Linked DNA regions of Mus musculus: region 1 is linked to region 2. A link is a contact called in public HiChIP or PLAC-seq data. All regions are on one chromosome and are shown on one strand. The core of a region is the stretch at or near the end of the contact, and the rest is flanking DNA. Distances in the headings are between cores, read along the strand shown. Region 1 has its middle 5.3 kb from the start of Gm29679. Region 2 overlaps Gm30796 (a long non-coding RNA gene).

Region 1 (4,285 bases), core at 403-2,902, 140 kb before region 2:
TCCAGGTCTCCCGCCAGAGCAGAATGGACGGTACAAGATGACCCAGGACACCGTGCATTTAAAGCTGTGGAGACTGAGGGTGGCTGACAAGCCTCAGTGACACTTCACCTTGGCACTGTTCAGGAAATGAGAACCAGGTAGCCTCAGGAAATATGACCCCAGGTGCTGAGCATGACAGAGAGGGGTAATAGAGGGCTAGCCTCTGCCTGGAGCCCATGAACTCTGCACTGGACTTTCTAGGCTCCGGTTTCCGGGCCAGCGTCTTACTTCTGTGTGCCTCAGGTTTTCTGTACCATTCTCCCTGGGCCTGGTGCAGGCTGGAGGAGGAGGAGTAGTCATATGACAGGAGATTCTGTGACCAAAGGTCCTTTGTCGCAGCTGGAGGTCTGTACTGTATCTGCAGGGATCACTGGAGGTGACTAAAGTCATCAGGTGTGTGGAAGAAGGCCACCGGGGCAGGCCTGGCCTTGGGGAGGTCTGAGGGGCGTTTATACATAGCCCTGATTACACACAGAGACTCTCCACCCAGAGCCCCCAGAGAAGCACCGTGACCCCACCAGAGGTGAACCAGTGGGCTTGCTTCACTTGGGTGCTACACTTAGGCCAGAGATGGCGTTTGGAGGAGGCTAGGCTGAGAGCACATGAGTGGAGATGTTCTGGGCCACACAGAACCAGGGCCAGTGGGCATCACCTCCTCTCAGTGGGAACTCAGGATCACGGTCACGGGAAGTCTGATGCTATCCTCCCCATGCACACCCCCCCCCCCCGCTAGATGTGACGGCTGGAGTTTGAGCCTGGCATGAAGTAGAAGGTCCTGGATTCAAATTTCACCCTCGTTCTTGGCTGGCTTCAGGAAAGGTAAGGAGTTGGCCAACAGAGAGAGGAGCTGTGATTTTCAGCAGGCCGAGACCCTGCCCCAGCCACTGACAATGTCACAGGCTCAGCATGCTCCTGCCACCGTTGCTCCTGTGGCCTGGCCACCATAGACATTGGGAACTTTAGGAAGAGAGCTGGGCAGTTGCCCACGAGCCTCATTGGCTTGTGACAGCTTCTTTTGATTAGAGAGAATCCTGTTCTGTCCTGTACTGCAACTTCGGAAGATTCTGTGCTGCAGGGGTTGGGGGCAGGGGGCGGGGCTCTGAGCACATCACAGCAGTTAGTGAATAAACAGCCTTACCGTGGACACATGCGAATATGTGTGAGTGTGTGTGTGCATGTGTGCTCTGTCTATACTGCTGCCCCACCGAGCTTTGTCTTCTCAAGTCTCGGTGCTCATCACTGCAGCTAGTGACCCATGGCCTCACTGGGGACACATGTGCAAGTGTGTGGTGAATGTGTGTGCATGGGAGTGTGCACACGTGAGGGTGCATCTTGGGTATGGGTGCATAGTCCTGTCTGCAGGACAAGATTTACGGTCTTTCGTGGCTCCCTCCAAATTCTCAGGATCCCCTGGCCCTCAGAGGTGTGATGATGCTTCTGTGGATGTGTGTGACTGGCTGCCTCCTGCTCCCGCCATTCTGACATCCCCGCAGTGACGGAGAGGATCCCAAGAGGATCCCCTGGGATTGTTGGCTAACGTAAACCCTTTCTGCTCTAGGCTGCTTGTGGTCAGGACATTTGATCACAGCAACAGACATGAAACTAGAACAAAGGTCAGCTCCGCCGAGACCAGATCAAAGCAGTGTCCAGCCCACAGGACACAGCCAATATCCGTGAAGGAGATGATTGATTGATGGAACGATTGGTCGCTCTGTGGGCAGGGGATGCTGGCCACAAAGGCAGAAGGAGCCCGTGTGGGTCCCCAGCACTGCTGTTAAACAGAACAAAGCAAAAAAAAAAAAAAAAAAAAAGCAGGGTATAGTGGGTGGAGACTGGTGAATCCCCTCAGCTCATTGGCCAGCCAGTCTGACTGAGCTGGTGAGTTCCAGGCTTAGTGACAGAGCCTGTCTCAAAAAACAAGGTGGAAATGGATAGAGGTGACACTTGGCATCAACTTCTGGCCCCCACATGCTCGGACACTCGTGCACCCGCATGTACCTGTGCATTTACCTAGAAACAGGCACTCACAAACACATGCATATCCTACACTCATACACATGTGTGCACATACCCTCCATACACACAGATGCATACAACACACACACACACACACACACACACACACACACACACCCTAGAAAAGCTCACTCCGACACTATGAGTAGGTTCAGCTCTAACTCTCCTACCTCACACCCCACCCATCTCTCTCAAAGCCTCCCGCATCTGAGAACTGATGGGAAATTTATTTATTTATTCTGATGAATATGTATTACTTCTTCTCAGACAAGATATGCATGTTTTAATAAGGAGCGTCTAGAGACACGATTCTTAAATCCAGGGACATCACCCCAATAACGAGAATGTAAGGCGATGATGAGGGTGGTGGGGATACTTAGGGCCCTGGGAGGCGTTGAATCACACAACGGCTAAGGCCTCCCTAGATCTAGGGGAAGGGTCCTTGGTACTGGGTTGGTAAGGAGTTAGACAGGTCCTCCTCTTTGTGGTTAAACATCATGAAGCTGCTGTTAAGTTATTCCTATATGAGACGACAAATCTCTGGATCTTGGCCCACACGTGTGTGCAGAAGGACCCATGCCTCTCAAAGATCTGATGTCATCATATCCTCACTCTGGTAATGGGTTTGTCACGTCCCTATGGGCTTCTTCAGAGGATCATGGGAAGAAATGCCCTAAAATGGATTTCCAAGGGATAACTTACTCCATGAATATGCTACCTACTTCATGAATATTCATGAAAGCATCCTTAGCCTCCGTAACACTGAACCGTGGGGCAGCCGCTCCGGTGTGTCTGTGGTGTTTGCTTTGATACATAAACTTCTGCTCCAGCTGTCTCTGTCTCTTGACTGAATTCTTTCCTTCAAGAAGACATTCCCTTAACACTCTTGGGAGCAACACAGGGGTGGTGACATCTGTTCAGCTACCTCCCCTGAGACTGCTTCCAGGCAAGTTGTCTCTGTGGCTGAGTTTGCTATGGATGCTTCACAGGGGTGTGATGGATAGGTCTGTTATTTTCTAAGTGCCAGGCCTTGACCCAGCAAACTGTGGGAATTATGGAAGTGTCACGGAGGAGATATGCTTGAATTAGAGAAAAAAGGAATTCCAGAATGAGTAGCTAAGTCATTAAGGGCGACGATTTCACACACAGGAGAGCTTGCAGATTTCACGCACACGAGTGCTTTCAACTCATCCCGGAGAGCTGGCTGCTGGTCCGGGTCAGCGGATTCTCAGATCCACAGATCTTCGCAGGCCCCAGTGGGATTATTCCCCATTTCCAGCCACTTTGCTCCAGTAGCAATGCCAGAGACAGAAAGAGAAATTGAGGCCTCCTCCCATAACTGCTGTAAGCAAGCCAGGACACCTCTCAGAGCCTCCACTGCTGTCTTCCTCTGTCCCCTCCTCCCGCTGCTCCGTCCTCCGCTGCCCCTTCCTCCCACTGATGTCTTCCACTGCCCCTTCTTCCCTCTGATGTCCTCCTCCCACTGCTGTCTTCCTCTTCCCCTTCCTCCCATTGCTGTCCTCCACTGCCCCATCCTCCACTGCCCCTTCCTCCCACTGCTGTCCTCCACTGACCTATCTTCCACTGTTGTCTTTCTCCTTCTGCTGTCCTCCTCTCCCCCTCCTCCCATTGCTGTCCTCCACTGCCCCATCCTCCACTGCCCCTTCCTCCCACTGCTGTCCTCCTCCCACTGCTGTCTTCCTCTTCCCCTTCCTCCCACTGCTGTCCTCCACTGCCCCGTCCTCCACTGCCCCTTCCTCCCACTGATGGCCTACACTGACCTATCTCCCACTGTTGTCCTTCTCCAACTGCTGTCCTCCTCTGCTCCCTCCTCCCACTGCTGTCCTCCACTGCCTCCTCCTCCATAGACACGTGGGTGCCTTTCCCCATGGCTTGCAGAGAAAGTAGAATTGCGATTTTCAGCTCTTGCAGATGAGTTAGAAATATGTGTATGGTGTGTCTGTGTGTGTGTCTTTGTGCGTGCATGTGTGTGTGTGTGTGTGTGTGTGAATGCGTGTGTGCATGTACTATGTGGAGCTCAGAGGACAACTTAGAGGAGTTAGTTCTCTCCTAATGTAAGGGTCCCAAGCCACAAACTCCAGTTGTCAAGGTTCATATCAGGCGCCTTTATCCACTAAGGCATCTTGCTAGCCCTGAAGATGCTACCTTTGTGCTCAAAGGCTACCCCACATTTTCCCTCCTTTGGAACTTACTGCCCAGGGTGAGCAGG
Region 2 (4,423 bases), core at 708-3,207:
GAGCATGTTCTCACAAATTCTAAATGTGACAAGCCGGAGGACAAGGTGTCCCTGGAAAATACGGTTATTGATGTTAGTAACTGGTAAAAGAGGGTGTTTCTGGGATGGGGAGGAGGGCTGCTCACGGACAGGAAACTGTGTCCCGGTTCCCCAAGCCATGTGAGAGGTAGGTCCAGAGTGTGGGACTGTGGAGAAGAAACATCAGGGCCACGTGAGCAGAAAGTACTGCCAGTCCCATGGATGCCTCTCAGATATCTGTAACTTCTCTGTCCAGAGATTTCCTGCAGCCGAGCAGCACACACGCTACTGGGTCCATCAGTAAGTTATAGTTCATGCAAGGTAAGTCTGAGTACCGTGCTCTGGTTGAGAGGTGTCTCAGGAGACAGCATCCCTTCCTGTCACTTGCTCCCTGTCACTAGGCTGGGCACAGCCCACGTCTGGAGCCCTCATGAGAAGTCTGGTCCTGAGCAGAGCTGACCGACGAGGCAGAAGGGGCCCAGGTCCAACATGTCAATGGAGGCACTGTTTTACCTGTAGAACGTCCATGTTTATATAACACCGAGGTACATTTTTAGGAGCTGGGGAGATGGCTCAGTCTATAAAGTGATCGCTGCACAGCCAGGAGGACCTGAGTTGGTTCTCAGATGTCCCCAAACACTGATGATGCAGGTGTGAGGTAGTGGGGCCTTTAGCTGGTGAGACCCTGTTGGAGGAAGGGGTGCTGGAGCCCTGGCTCTTTATTCTCCCGTTCACTTTCTGCTCTCTGGAAGGGGAGTTGCCTTCGCCCCATCACATGCTTCCCCCTGTGGTGCTCATGTGGTGTTGTACGCCTATAATCTCAGTGCTGGGAAGGCAGAGACAGGGGGATCCCCACAGCTTGCTGGCCCTCCAGCTTGGCTTATTTAGTGAGCTCCAGGCTAGTGAGAGACCCTGTCTCAAAGAGATGCATGGTATTTGTGAAGATAACACCCAAGGTGTAACACTCTGGCCTCCACACATCCATATGTACCTGCACAACATGTGCACACACACACACACACACACACACACACTCACACACATGCTCACATCCAAAAGAAACACTTTTATTTGTATTTTTATTTTTTGTTTCTTTTTATCTTCCTCCTCCTCCTCCTCCTCCTCCTCCTTCTCCTTTGGTTGGGTTTTTGTGTCAAAGGGCTGTTATGTAGTCCAGATGGTCTTAAACTCATCCTCCTGCCTCAGCCTTCAGAATACTAGCTGGTCACAGCTAGCCCAGAAACACCTTTTTGTCCTGCTTGTGGGACTGACATTTTGTCTTAGGAAATTCCCACCAGAGCACCATCTGGGTAGACAGAGTTCTGCTTAGTAACGAGCTGGAGACAGAGCAGGAGAGTGGAGACTGAGACCTGCACCATGTGGTCGCAATGAACAAAACCAGGAATCTGTCCCCTGGAGTTCGGGTGAAGGACAGTAGCTCCAGGGTCCCTCAGTAAGAATGGGCACTCATTTGCTGGCCAGGGTGGGCTGGCAGAGGGAGCTGGGCTCTGTGATAGAGATATGGAGAGGAGAGCAGGAAGGGGAGCCTCAATCCTCCCAAGTCAAAATGGAGGCTGGCAGCATGCTGGGTCAGGTTTCTGCTGGGAAGCCAGAGCAGATGAGGGTTTACCAACAGATAAGATGGCAAAGGGCTTCCCACAGTGCCCAGCAGGGCTTGAGAGAAATTTGCCTTATGAAAAGCGAACACACTCACCCTTACTGGGCCCCGTCAAGCATCAGCCCACCAAACAAAACAGACACACACACACACACACACACACACACACACACACACACACACACACATATGGGGCAGACAGCCAAAGGGTCAGAGAGAACTGCGGTTTCAGAGTCCCCCGCTCTGGCAGCCTGTAAGTGACTTGGACGGGATATTCAAGGAGCGTTTCCATCCACAGCTGGAGTTGATGATGAGAGTCTCTGCTGTGTGCAGCGGTGGACCGAGACTCGTGTAGACATGCATCTAGACACGGTTAAGTGCTACTGAGCACAACGCCTGCAGAACAGCAGGAGCGAATCAACACGGAGTCACTGCTTTATATTGTGATTGCCGGTTGAAAAATGAGATTCTCGGGGCTTTGCAAATTTCTGTTATGTCCTGGCAGGCTTCCTCTCACAATCCTAATGGCATGTGCAGCTCTGGCTAAGCCCCGCCCCCTCCAGTCCCTCTCCGTTTTCTCTGTGTGCAGGTGTGTGTATAGGTGTGCGTGCACATGAAGGTCAAAGGTCAACTTTAGGTGCTGTTCCTCAGGCTCACCAACCTTGAGACAGAATCTCTCACCTGCTTGAAGCTTGAAAATTAGGCTAGGCCAGTGGGCCTTGGGATCTTCCTACGGATGGCTAATTTTCCAACGGTCTGCCTCTGAACCAAGCTTTTCCCTGGTTCTGGGGATCCAACTCATCCCCCCACAGCAAGCTTCTCTCCCTTTCTAGATGAGCTATGCTGACCACCCAGCAACCTTTTCCTCCCCTACCATGACCACAGGCGACTTGGAAAGAGTGTGTTCAGTTTACAGATTGTCGTCCATCCCTAAGGGAAGTCAGGACAGGGACTCAAAGCTGGAACCTGGAGGCAGGAACTCAAGCAGGGGCCACGGAGGCATGCTGCTTACTGACTGGCTCAGCTTCTTTGCAAACAGCGCCCCTGTCCACCAATCCAAGTGTAGTACCGCCCACAGTGGGCGGAACCCTCTTCCACCAATCATCTACGGAGGAAAAAAAAAAGGTTCAAGGACTTGTCTACAGAATAATCTTACGGAGGCATTTTCTCAGTTAAGGTTCCCTCTTCCCAGATGACCCAAGTTTATATCAAGCTGACAAATAAATAAATAAATCAGCTCAAGCATTTTTTTTTGGTTTTTCGAGACAGGGTTTCTCTCTCTCTCTCTCTCTCTCTCTCTCTCTCTCTCTCTCGATCAAAGAAAGTTCTCAGCTCTAACTGTGCTGGAATTTCACCCCATCCGATTCTTGCTTTAAACTCAAACTCCTCTAATAGATTTTGACAGGGGCGTGCGGTATTTTCACCCTTGGAACTCTTTTTTATTAATAAGTTATCACTGCAACAAATGCGCATACGGTTGTATGAAGTTCATGGTCACTGTCGGGGAGAGAGAGACGTTGTCTTTAGTGGCTGAGATACTTGCATGGTTTCTGTGTAAAACACCCCTCACCATGTCCCTGTAAGCAACCATGATTAAATCTACTGACTCAATAAAAAAAAAAAAAAAAAAAAAAAAAAAAAAAAAGATATGGGGACTGGAGAAATGGCTCAGTGGTTAAGAACACTGACTGCTCTTCTGAAGGTTCTGAGTTCAAATCCCAGCAACCACATGGTGGCTCACAACCATCCATAATGAGGTCTGATACCCTCCTCTGGTGCGTCTGAAGACAGCTACAGTGTACTTACATATAATAATAAATAAATCTTTTTAAAAAGAACACCATAAAAAAACGATATGAAGGTGAAAGGGGACTGGAGAGATACTGGAAGGGAATCTGCAAGGCGCGGGGGGGGGGGGGGGCAACGGCAAGAGATGGGGGGCAGGGGACAAGGAACAGATCAACATAGATCCCAAAACTGACATCATAATGAAGCTTACAGTGTGTGATTAACATGTGTCAATAAAAAGTGTAAACACACACACAATAAAACCATAGAGATTGTGGTCCATTTGAAGGTGGGATTCTGAATTCAGCCCACAGTAGTGAATAATATCCAGTTGACCCATTGTAGGGCAGAGTGGCTGCTTTAAACAGGCCTACCCATTCCCAGGCATGAGTGTCTTTCCAGTGAGTTGGCTCTCAGATGTCCGCAGACGCTGATGATGCAGGTGCAAGGTAGTGGGGCCTTTAGCTGGTGAGACCCCATTGGAGAAAGGGATGTTGGAACCCTGGCTCTTTATTCCCCCGTTCACTTCCTGCTCTCTGGAAGGGGAGTCACTGTTCCCCCATCACCTGCTTCCCACTGCAGTGCTCTGTCTTGCCATAGACCTAATCAATGGAGTCAACTGACCATGGACCAAAATGCTGAGACCTGCACAGCTCTGGGACTGACCTGACAGGAGCAACAGGGAATGAAGAAATGACGGCCACAAGTAACAGACGCTGGGGTTGGCGGGCTGTATGCCCTGGTGAAGCCGCACTGGCAGTGGTCAGGAAGCTCAGTGGGTTTATCATACGCGGTGCTAATGAGGAGGTGGGTGAGTTCATCTCAGTGGGGCCATCGCTGTAGGGGAGCTGTCTAAGGCTGTGGTCACCTCGGATGAGGGATCTGCAGTAAGTATTTTCTCCACAGACTGTTTTTAGCTATTGGTCAGTTGCTCTGTAGAGATCTGTTCTCAGACCAGAAGGCCTACACATTCCCCTGACCCATGGGTCTGAGACACTA

Evidence for each region. HiChIP or PLAC-seq counts read pairs in DNA pulled down with a chosen protein or histone mark.
Region 1: an H3K27ac HiChIP or PLAC-seq map of embryonic stem cells shows a contact between it and region 2, with 5 times the contacts expected there. The contact joins two enhancer-like sites. A contact is called at or near these places in 3 of 15 datasets of contacts at CTCF or cohesin (embryonic stem cells, large pre-B cells and pro-B cells), 11 of 484 Hi-C or Micro-C datasets (CD4 T cells, the MC3T3-E1 cell line, bone marrow-derived macrophages and 7 more), 13 of 115 datasets of contacts at active chromatin or transcription factors (T-cell acute lymphoblastic leukemia, VIP interneurons, bone marrow-derived macrophages and 6 more) and 1 of 9 other capture datasets (embryonic stem cells).

What each region holds. Positions count from the first base shown.
Region 1 is chr2:166,557,093-166,561,377 of GRCm38.p6, reverse strand. No RefSeq gene overlaps it. Among named protein-coding and RNA genes, the nearest start is that of Gm29679, 5.3 kb to the left of the region's middle. Within about 2 kb of position 1,652, at least 8 of the 459 cell types and tissues checked have an H3K27ac peak or open chromatin away from gene starts, as enhancers often do.
Region 2 is chr2:166,413,310-166,417,732 of GRCm38.p6, reverse strand. Gm30796 (a long non-coding RNA gene) reads right to left here. Exons shown (of 4, transcript XR_375242.3): 4 at 2,530-2,741. Among named protein-coding and RNA genes, the nearest start is that of Gm30796, 11 kb to the right of the region's middle. Within about 2 kb of position 1,957, at least 30 of the 459 cell types and tissues checked have an H3K27ac peak or open chromatin away from gene starts, as enhancers often do.